2 separate regions of the Mus musculus genome follow, and region 2 is linked to region 1. The links are chromatin contacts, called in public promoter capture Hi-C maps. All regions are on one chromosome and are shown on one strand. The core of a region is the stretch at or near the end of the contact, and the rest is flanking DNA. Distances in the headings are between cores, read along the strand shown.

Region 1 (4,347 bases), core at 1,207-3,706:
CCAGCTCTATCCAACTGCTACCTTGACAGAAAACAGGAAACAACAGTAACAATTTAAATAGCTACCAGAGTAAGTTTGTGAGCTGTGAGCTGGACTTGTCCATGAGCTACGTAGTACATGTACTATGTACCCTTGCCACGGTGGACAGTGGCTGAAAACGGCTCTGACTCAGACTATCTAATTCCAAGATACTTGAACTTTTCAAGTTACAGAGCCTATTTCCTTGTCTGTAATATGGCTGAGTGAGTGTGTTGCTAGGATTTTGTTTGTCAGTGCTAGGAATCAAATTTAGGCTTTGCATATTCTAGGCAAACACTACCATTTGGCTATACCCCAAGCCTTTCAGTGAGTCATATTACATAATATATATAATTTTTTAAACAGTGTTATGGTTATGATGGCTCAGCCGTTAAAAGCACTGACTGCTCTTTCAGAGGACCCAGGTTCAATTCCCAGCGACATGGTGGCTCATGACACTTTGTAACTCCAGTTCCAGGGGACCCCACAACTTCTTTTGGCCTCCAATGACACCAGGATTGCATGTGGTACACAGACATACATGTAAGCAAAACATCCATAAATAAAAATAAAATTAAATAACTTACTGTATCATTAGATTCCAAAGGGCACAGGTGAAAAAGGAAATAGAAAAGGACCACACGCAAGCCAAGGTGACGCCTTCCTTCTCTCTGGCTAAAGGCCCTATTTCCCCTCCCCGCCCAGACTCACCACCCTTTCCACCATAGGCTTTCTCCACCTTCATCAATGCCTTCCCTTCAGAGTCTCTTTGAGGCCTACCTCATGCCTCATCTTTCCTCTGGGGAAGTTAGTCCTTTCAGGAATAGAACAACTGAGGCAAGGGTTTACTCTACTACTGATCTTGGGGATGAAACTATGGAATTCTCTTGCATGCAGTAGTTTTTTTCTCCTTAAACCTTTGAGCACTGTGTACCTAGGACACTCTGATGATCTAAAGAACAGACGAGAATATCTTTTCTCTCCCCCCCCCATAACCTCTGCTTAGTGGATGACAACCTAACAAATAACCCAAAGTGCATCCTGCATTGCAGACTAGGTTTGGCCTCAAACTCAAGAGATCTATCGCCTCTGCCTCCCCAGAGCTGGGATTAAAGGCGTGCAAAAAGTTTATCTCTAAACAAAGAGATTTGAAAATAATCTCAGAATATCCATTCCAGCCCTTGGCTTCTTTGAAAGGAAATGATAATAACAACCTACTGTAGCTTTTTTCTCTCACACTGATTGTAGTGCTGACATCCTAAGCTTTTCTCCAAAAACATTCATGATTTTTCTCAGAAATTGTTATACTGATTTCACCTCAGTGAAATAGTAAGTCTCCATTTGGTTTTATCTGATATCTTGATTTCTTGAAACCTCCAGGAATCATCAGAAATGTAACTGTGGTTCCTGTCTCTTGAAAAATGCAGAGCCCCAACTTTTGGTGGTCGTGGGGGTATATAATTTTCAGAGGATTCTGAACACTCCAGGTTCTCCAGTGTATCATCTATCTACCATTCTTGGTTAAGATGTATACGGTTGAACACAAGCTTTGTTTCTACTGTGAAATGTTACATCTTTTCCTTAATGAGACCTTAGAGCTGAGAAACAGCTTCTTTGCAAATATAGCTAGGTCTAGCATCATCCTAACGCTTGGCAGACAATGGAGAACGTCTTACCTCTGAGAAATTAACAGCCAAAGGAATGATTCCGGCCACGTAACATCCCACCAACATTGCCACAGACAGCAGACTAATGGAGAGAAAGTCATCCATTCTGCCCTCCCGTAGTCACCCTCTACCACCAGGCTTTAAGATTCCAGCAGTTTCGAAAGGCGCTTAGGCTGTTTAAACGCGTGGTCTTCCAAGCAAACGGGAATTTGCCCACTTCTTTCAGCCTTGCCACCAGCCGGGGTGTTCTCGAAGCACGCCACTCTCTTAAGAAGCAAGCTCCTTCTGCTGACTCTAGCACCAGAGAAAACTTCGCGCAATCTTAGGTACTCGGTTGCCAGCCACTGAGATTCCGGTCGGTCACAGATGGAGAAATTGTGCTGAAAGAGACCTCAATCGTCGGAATGAGAGTGTCACGACGACCCGCTCCTAGACAAGGCCCCTGGTAGCAGTAGGAAAGAGGGGTAAAGCCAAGTGTCTTCTTCGCACGCTGTACCTGTTCCTAGGGGTGGCACCGCAGGTGATACGCCCCCAGGGAAGGGACCAGCCCACCAGTCCCAGCAAACTACCTTCCGAGTCTAGAGTCGGGCAAGATGTCCTGCAAGTCTCTCACTTGGGTCGGAGGATTCAACAGCAAAGTCGACACGATGCTGTCTCTGCCCTACACCCGGTGCTACCCATGGTACTTCCCTCAGCCAGGCCCTGACCCTGAGTCGCCAATACTACAGCTGCCATGGCCGCCAAGTGGCACCTCTTCATTACTCCCACTTCCGGATTGTCTCACAGCCTCCTCTTTAGCAGGGCACTTCCGGGTTACAACCGACCTATCGGCCAGGTCCTTATATTGCCGCCATTTTTTTAGAAAGGCTTAAAAAAAAGACGACTGGTGTCGCTGTTGTATTCCCCATCACTTTAGCCGCCTGTCAGTTAATTAGAGTACAGAAGGCAGAATCCCGAAACGAACTCTTCTTCCTAAAGCGGAGAAAGAGTCTCTTACCCATCCCGGCGCCCTTAACCAAGATGGCTGAAACAGCGTCAGTATCCACTCTAGAAACCAGAAACGTGTGTCTCTCTATGGTCTGAAAGATTCCTTTTGCGTCGCGCTTTCGACGACTTCCGGCGGCGGCTCTCGCGGGATTGGCTGTTGGCGGCGTTGCGGCTGAGCTCGTGTGCGGCAGCAGAGGTGTTAGCGGCGGCTGCAGCAAGAGCGTTTGGCGCGATGGTGAGTCCTTAGCGGTTGCCGGGGTCCCCAACTTAGAGGGCCACCCCTGCTCGGTACATCTTCCCATCCTTCCCGCCCCTGCCCTTCTAGCGCGAGCGAGGGAGCTGCTCCCCGCCCCCTTCCCCCCGGCTCGCGGGTGGACCCTTCCCCTTCCCGGCGCTGAGCCGCGGGGCCTGCCCGTAGGCCCCGGACCTGATCCTCCTCCCTGCGGCTGCGCGCCTCCCGCCTGATGGTGGGGGGCGAGGTATGCGGTGGGCAGACGATGCCCTCCCTGCCGATCGCTGCCTGGAAGAGGGAGGTGTGGGGTGCCGTTCATTTCTCATCAGATGCACTAGCCGACTGTAGGAACAATGGCCGGGGAACGTGTTAGACGTTTCCTGAAACTGACACACCCGTCACCTTACGGTTCTCCGTAGGTCGGCCTTAGGGGGTCGGATTGGCTTTACAGTGTGCTGCCTCAGCCTGCCCCCTAACCCCCGAACTTCAAAAAAGAAAGTATTTTTCCTTTTTCAGTATCCTTAGTTGCCCTGTTTTGCCAATTTTGTCAGCCTTCGATCTTGTTCTTTCTTATATTCTCCTGGGAGTGGAGCCTGAAAAGAGACTCCAGGGTCCTGGTCCCAAAATCCGGCAGGGAAGGTTTTTGTTTTATTTGTTAAGTTGTGTGTCTGTGCTTGCACGTGAGTACAGGAGCCCTCAGAGGCCAGAAGAGGGAATGAGATCCCCTGGGTCTGGAGTTAGAACAGGCGGTTGTGAGCGGAGGATGTGGGTGCTAGGAACCAAACTCATGCCTTCTGTAAGAGTAGCACGTGCTCTTAACCACTGAGCCATCAACACTCTGGTTGTTGTTTTGCTTTTGGGGATCTTCCTTTTCGGTGTGTGGTGATTTGCCTGCATGTCTTGTGTGCCACTTGCATGCAGTGCCTGCGACAGACAGAAGAGGGCGTCCGATCCCCAGGATTGGAATTACCTGTGATGGTAAGCGACCGTGCGAGTGCAGGGAATTGAAAACCAGTCCCTTGGAAGAGCAGCTCGTGGGCTTAACCACTGAGCCATGTCTCCAGTACTTATGCCCTCTTATTTTTAAGTAAACAAAAGGGAAATATTTGGAGCAGGTGTGTTTATAGTTTTCAAATATTATTTCAAGTTATTCCTTAATTTGCCTAAAATTTTTAAAAATGTGGCAAAGAATGAATAGCTTGTCTAGGATGAGCCATTACAAAAATGCAAATAGGCTTTCATGAGACTAATTTTCTCAACAACAAAAGTACCATTTGAGTAGCTGGCCTTTTATGAGCCCCTACACAACACATCCTGCTTTCTCTGGCTATTAATAACAAACAAAACACTGTTCACATGACTACAGGTTTCTTTTGTTACCAACTTAGAGTTTTCTCTCAAGTCTTCTCAAACTTAATTAAAGACACAGATCTTGCTGGGGAT
Region 2 (4,347 bases), core at 1,195-3,694, 2.9 Mb before region 1:
CTAACTTCCACACAACAAACAAATAACAAATAGATAAATAGATAGATAAGAGATAATGCAATCATAGGAAAATTCAGTAAGACCCTGACTCCTAAGACATAATAAGATGCAAAATGCTAACACCACTAGCTGGTAAAACTCAGGATAAAATGGCCCCTTCAATAAGGTTTCCACCCTCAATGGTATGGACCATGAGTGAACACAGGAGGAAAATGAGAAAATGCAGATAGCTCACCAAGAGTTCTGTCAGGTGTAAAATATAAAATAAGAGGCTGGACAGAGGGCTCAGCAGCTAAAAGCAATTGCTGCTCTTGTAGAAGACCTGAACTTAGATCCCAGCACCCACTATCAAGGTGGCTCGCAACCTCCTGTCACTCAGTTCTAAGTGACCCAACACTCCTCCGGCCTTTGAGAGCAATCAAACACAAGTAGCATACACACACGCGCACGCACACACACACACACGCACACACACACACACACGCACGCACGCAAACCTATCCTTATAAATTCCCTCCCTAAAATCCACAGGAGAGCCGGGCAGTGGTGGCGCATGCCTTTAATTTCAGCACTCGGGAGGCAGGAGACAGGCGAATTTCTGAGTTCGAGGCCAGCCTGGTCTACAAAGTGAGTTCCAGAACAGCCAGGGCTATACAGAAAAACCCTGTCTCAAAAAAACAAAAACAAAAAAACAAAAATCAGGGGCTGGTGAGATGGCTCAGCAGGTAAGAGCATCCGACTGCTCTTCCAAAGGTCCTGAGTTCAAATCCCAGCAACCACATGGTGGCTCACAACCATCCGTAATGAGATCTGACTCCCTCTTCTGGTGTGTCTGAAGACAGCTACAGTGTACTTACATATAATAAATAAATAAATCTTTTTAAAAAAAACTGAAAAAATAAAAATCCACAGGAGACCCAACTCCACAAAGTTGCCCCCTAACCTTCACTTACACACATACATTATACATACACACAAATACACAACCATAATAAGCTAACCCTACTACACAGCATGGAAACCGAGGCTTATAGAACTAACAATACCTGACTAACAAAGTCGCATTAGAGATACAGGAGCATCCTGCACTTGTAGGCTCCATCAGCCAAAAGACACCACCTCGATTACTTTCCACTGTTATCGACAACTGGATTTCCAGGTCGTGGGATTTTTGTCTTCTCCGAGTAGCTGACTTGGAGTTGTTAGTTGTTTTGTTTTATGTTTTTCTTCTTACTGCCTTGCTCCACACACAAGGCTGTGTCTGGTCATCCAAGGTGGAGGGAGTTGTGGCGCTCCCCAAAGTCACTAGAACTGGTGTGGAAAGGCTTCGTTTCTCACTAACACCCATCTTACTGTGGCAGGGAATGGAGGCTGGTCCACATCTGGGCTTCCTAACTTTTCCAAATACCAGCCTGCACACAACCTCAGGCAAGCCACCACGTAACCTCTCTTTCTGTGTCTTATAAAGATACCGCTAGGGTTGGAGAGATAGCTCAGCAGTTAAGAGCACTTGCTGTTCTTCAGAGTTCAGGAGCTCACAACGTCTCAAATTACAGTTTCAGGAGTTTGACACATTTGGGTCTCTTGGATCTTCCACAGACACATGTAAGCACACACACCCACATACACAATTAAAAATAAAAGCTCTTTTAAAAGGTGTGTGTGTGTAGATGTCTTAGTGGTTAAGAAAGCTGAGGACCCAGGTTCAAATCCTAGCACCCCGCAGGGCGGCTCACGATCATCCAGCTGGAGGAGATCTCACTGATCTCTTCTGGCCTCCCTGAACACCAGGCTTGTTCGAAGTACACTCATGTATGCACGCCAAATATCCACATACATAAAAGAAGCCTTTAAAAAAAAAAAAAGCAAAATCCCAGCACTTGGGAGGCAGAAGGCGGATTTCTGAGTTCAAGGCCAGCAGCCTGGTCTACAGAGTGAGTTCCAGGACAGCCACGGCTACACAGAGAAACCCTGCCTCGAAAAACCAAAAAACAAAAAAACCAAAAACATAAACTTCCAAAATTTATACCATAAAGTACTATTGGCCTCCTGGCCTCGTGTTTCTTCACAGCCCAAATTTCAACAGAGGCAGAGGTCTACTGCAGGCTGGACTCTGCAAGGGGATCCTGGGGACGCCGCAGGACTCGCCAGGTCCTGGCCCACGCCCACTCCGGCCTTGTATGGCACGCTCACTCCTCCTGCCTTCAGCCTTGCCTTCTCTGTCCTCTGCGTGGGTACAGCGGCACCCTCCGTCGGCGCCCAGATGCACGCCACGCATGGGAACAGCCTTACCTGCACAGATGGTCCTCTCAGCTACGACACTTCTGGGCTGGAGCACCCAGGGGCGTGCAAAGATCCGGAAAGACCCTCATGTTGTGTTGTCGCACCCCATAGGACTAAAGCGGCCGGTTCTTTCTTCTCATTGAATTAGGCTTCTGCCTGTCCATGTCAGTAGGGGCGGTCTTTACGGAGGGCGGGACTTAGGATTTCCGCCTTGTCCTGGTCGAGCGTGCCCGGGCTTGGCACGCTTAGGGGCGGGGTCTGATGCGCTTTGGGGCGGGGCTAGAGATTGCTACCGCCTCCTCAGAGTCCCTGGTACTCTCTTGACAGTGAGTCTTCCTTCTTACTGCGGATCATATCCCGAGAAATTTCTCTCGGCTTGGAGCTGGTACACAGGCCCGAGTTAACACTGATATGTGAGAGAGGGAAGATGATTGTTTTGTGGAAAGAGCAAAGGAGACTCTGAGGAGGAAAGCGAAAAAGACTTTGGGACGCAGTTGCCGGTGCCGGGAGGCTCCTTGAATCTAGGTCAGGTTGTTTCCTCCTTGCTATGTGACCTAAGGTGTGCTTATCACTTCTCTGGGCCTTAATTTCTTCCACTGTAACAAGAAAGTTGAACAAATATTGTCAATGATCTCCAGCCCAAAGTTTGTACAGGTAATATTTCTAGAATGGTACACGTGTGCCTTGGTCAGAAAACCACCCCAGAGTACCACTGCAAAGAAGACGGAGTTTGTAACAGGTCAGAAGTGATAGTAGTGAGAGCAGAATGGGTTCAAATAGGTCAGGCTAAGTGGGGACCACCAACAGCCTTGATCTTAATTGCATTTGGAGAACAGAATCCCTTCCTGAGATTCATTGTGTGCGGTGCTCGCCCAGGCTCCTGATGCTGGACCGCTAGAAGCTAGCTATTAGTGATCATAGATGTGGGCCTATGAAAACACTTCAGCCTGTAGCAAGTTTACAGACGTGTGCAGGGATATGCAGAGTGCTAGGTTCTGAGGGAAACGAGAGAAGTGAGCACTACTGCTTCCCGGAGCTTGAACTGCCAGAAAAGGACAAAGCAGACTTCAAAGAAGATGTGGCTGGAAGCCTGTTTCAGCTACTGGTTGGACTGGCTGTGAGGACCTTGGAATCTTTAGCAAAGTGGTTGAGGCTGGAGAACAGCCTCAGAGGCATGGAAAACCATGGGACCTCAGAGACTGGAGCCTTGTTGGGTAAAGCTGTGGGCAGATGGGAGACATAACAATAGGAGAATCTCTGACCTGAATTCTGGGAGGAGGAAGGCAGGATTTGTAAACTGAAGCCTTGAGGACCCTGGAGGACTGAGGAGGAGGGGGGAGGAGGAGGCGGCCATGGGAGGCTTGTGAAGGATTGGCAAACAGGCAGCTGACTGACCCCATTGACAGGATTCACTGAATTCCCACCATGGGAACTGGGTGGACACCAGTTTTGCCTTGGAAACCTGTAATATACACTCACTTCACAAAGGAACCATGGTCAGAAGCAAGTCAAGCGGCATGGCCCGACTCTGTTTTCTCTCAGGTAAAGTGAGGGTAGAAAGTAATGCTGAAAAAGGAAGTCCTGAAGAGTAAAGGCTATGTATGACCCCAAATCAGGTGCTTGGCTTATGGCTTCCAGTGACTAAGCAGCCAGAGTTACAAATTTAACTCGGTGTCTAGATAGTGTATAATATCCAGAGGTGAAAGGAAGCCACACACACACACCACCACCACCACCACCACCACCAATTCAAAATAAAATGAAAAACAAAACAGCACTTGGAAGGCAGAGGCAGGTGGATTTCTGAGTTCAAGGCCAGCCTGGTCTACAAAGTGAGTTCCAGGACAGCCAGGGCTATAGGGCTGTACAGAGAAACCCTGTCTCCAAAAATAAATAAATAAATAAATAAACCAAAACAAAAACGAAAACCAAAGCTTGCATCCAGGTCTTGGAGAGTTGGCTCAGTATTTAAGAGCACTGGCTACTCTTCCAGATGACTGAAGTCTCAGGACCCACATGGCAGCTCAAAGTATGACAGGTCAGGCAGAAATGAAAATAAAGTTT

What was found. Promoter capture Hi-C pulls out the DNA fragments that hold promoters and counts their contacts.
Region 2: a promoter capture Hi-C map of pre-B cells shows a contact between it and region 1, with 2.6 times the contacts expected there. The contact joins the promoter of Dcaf4 here to the promoter of Slc39a9 in region 1.

Annotation. Positions count from the first base shown.
Region 1 is chr12:80,642,324-80,646,670 of GRCm38.p6, reverse strand. It overlaps Slc39a9 (solute carrier family 39 (zinc transporter), member 9), which reads right to left and starts at 2,456. Exons shown (of 7, transcript NM_026244.2): 1 at 1,695-2,456. The coding sequence starts at 1,790. It overlaps Erh (ERH mRNA splicing and mitosis factor), which reads left to right and starts at 2,560. Exons shown (of 4, transcript NM_007951.4): 1 at 2,560-2,907. The coding sequence starts at 2,905.
Region 2 is chr12:83,518,563-83,522,909 of GRCm38.p6, reverse strand. It overlaps Dcaf4 (DDB1 and CUL4 associated factor 4), which reads right to left and starts at 2,444. Exons shown (of 14, transcript NM_030246.2): 1 at 2,293-2,444.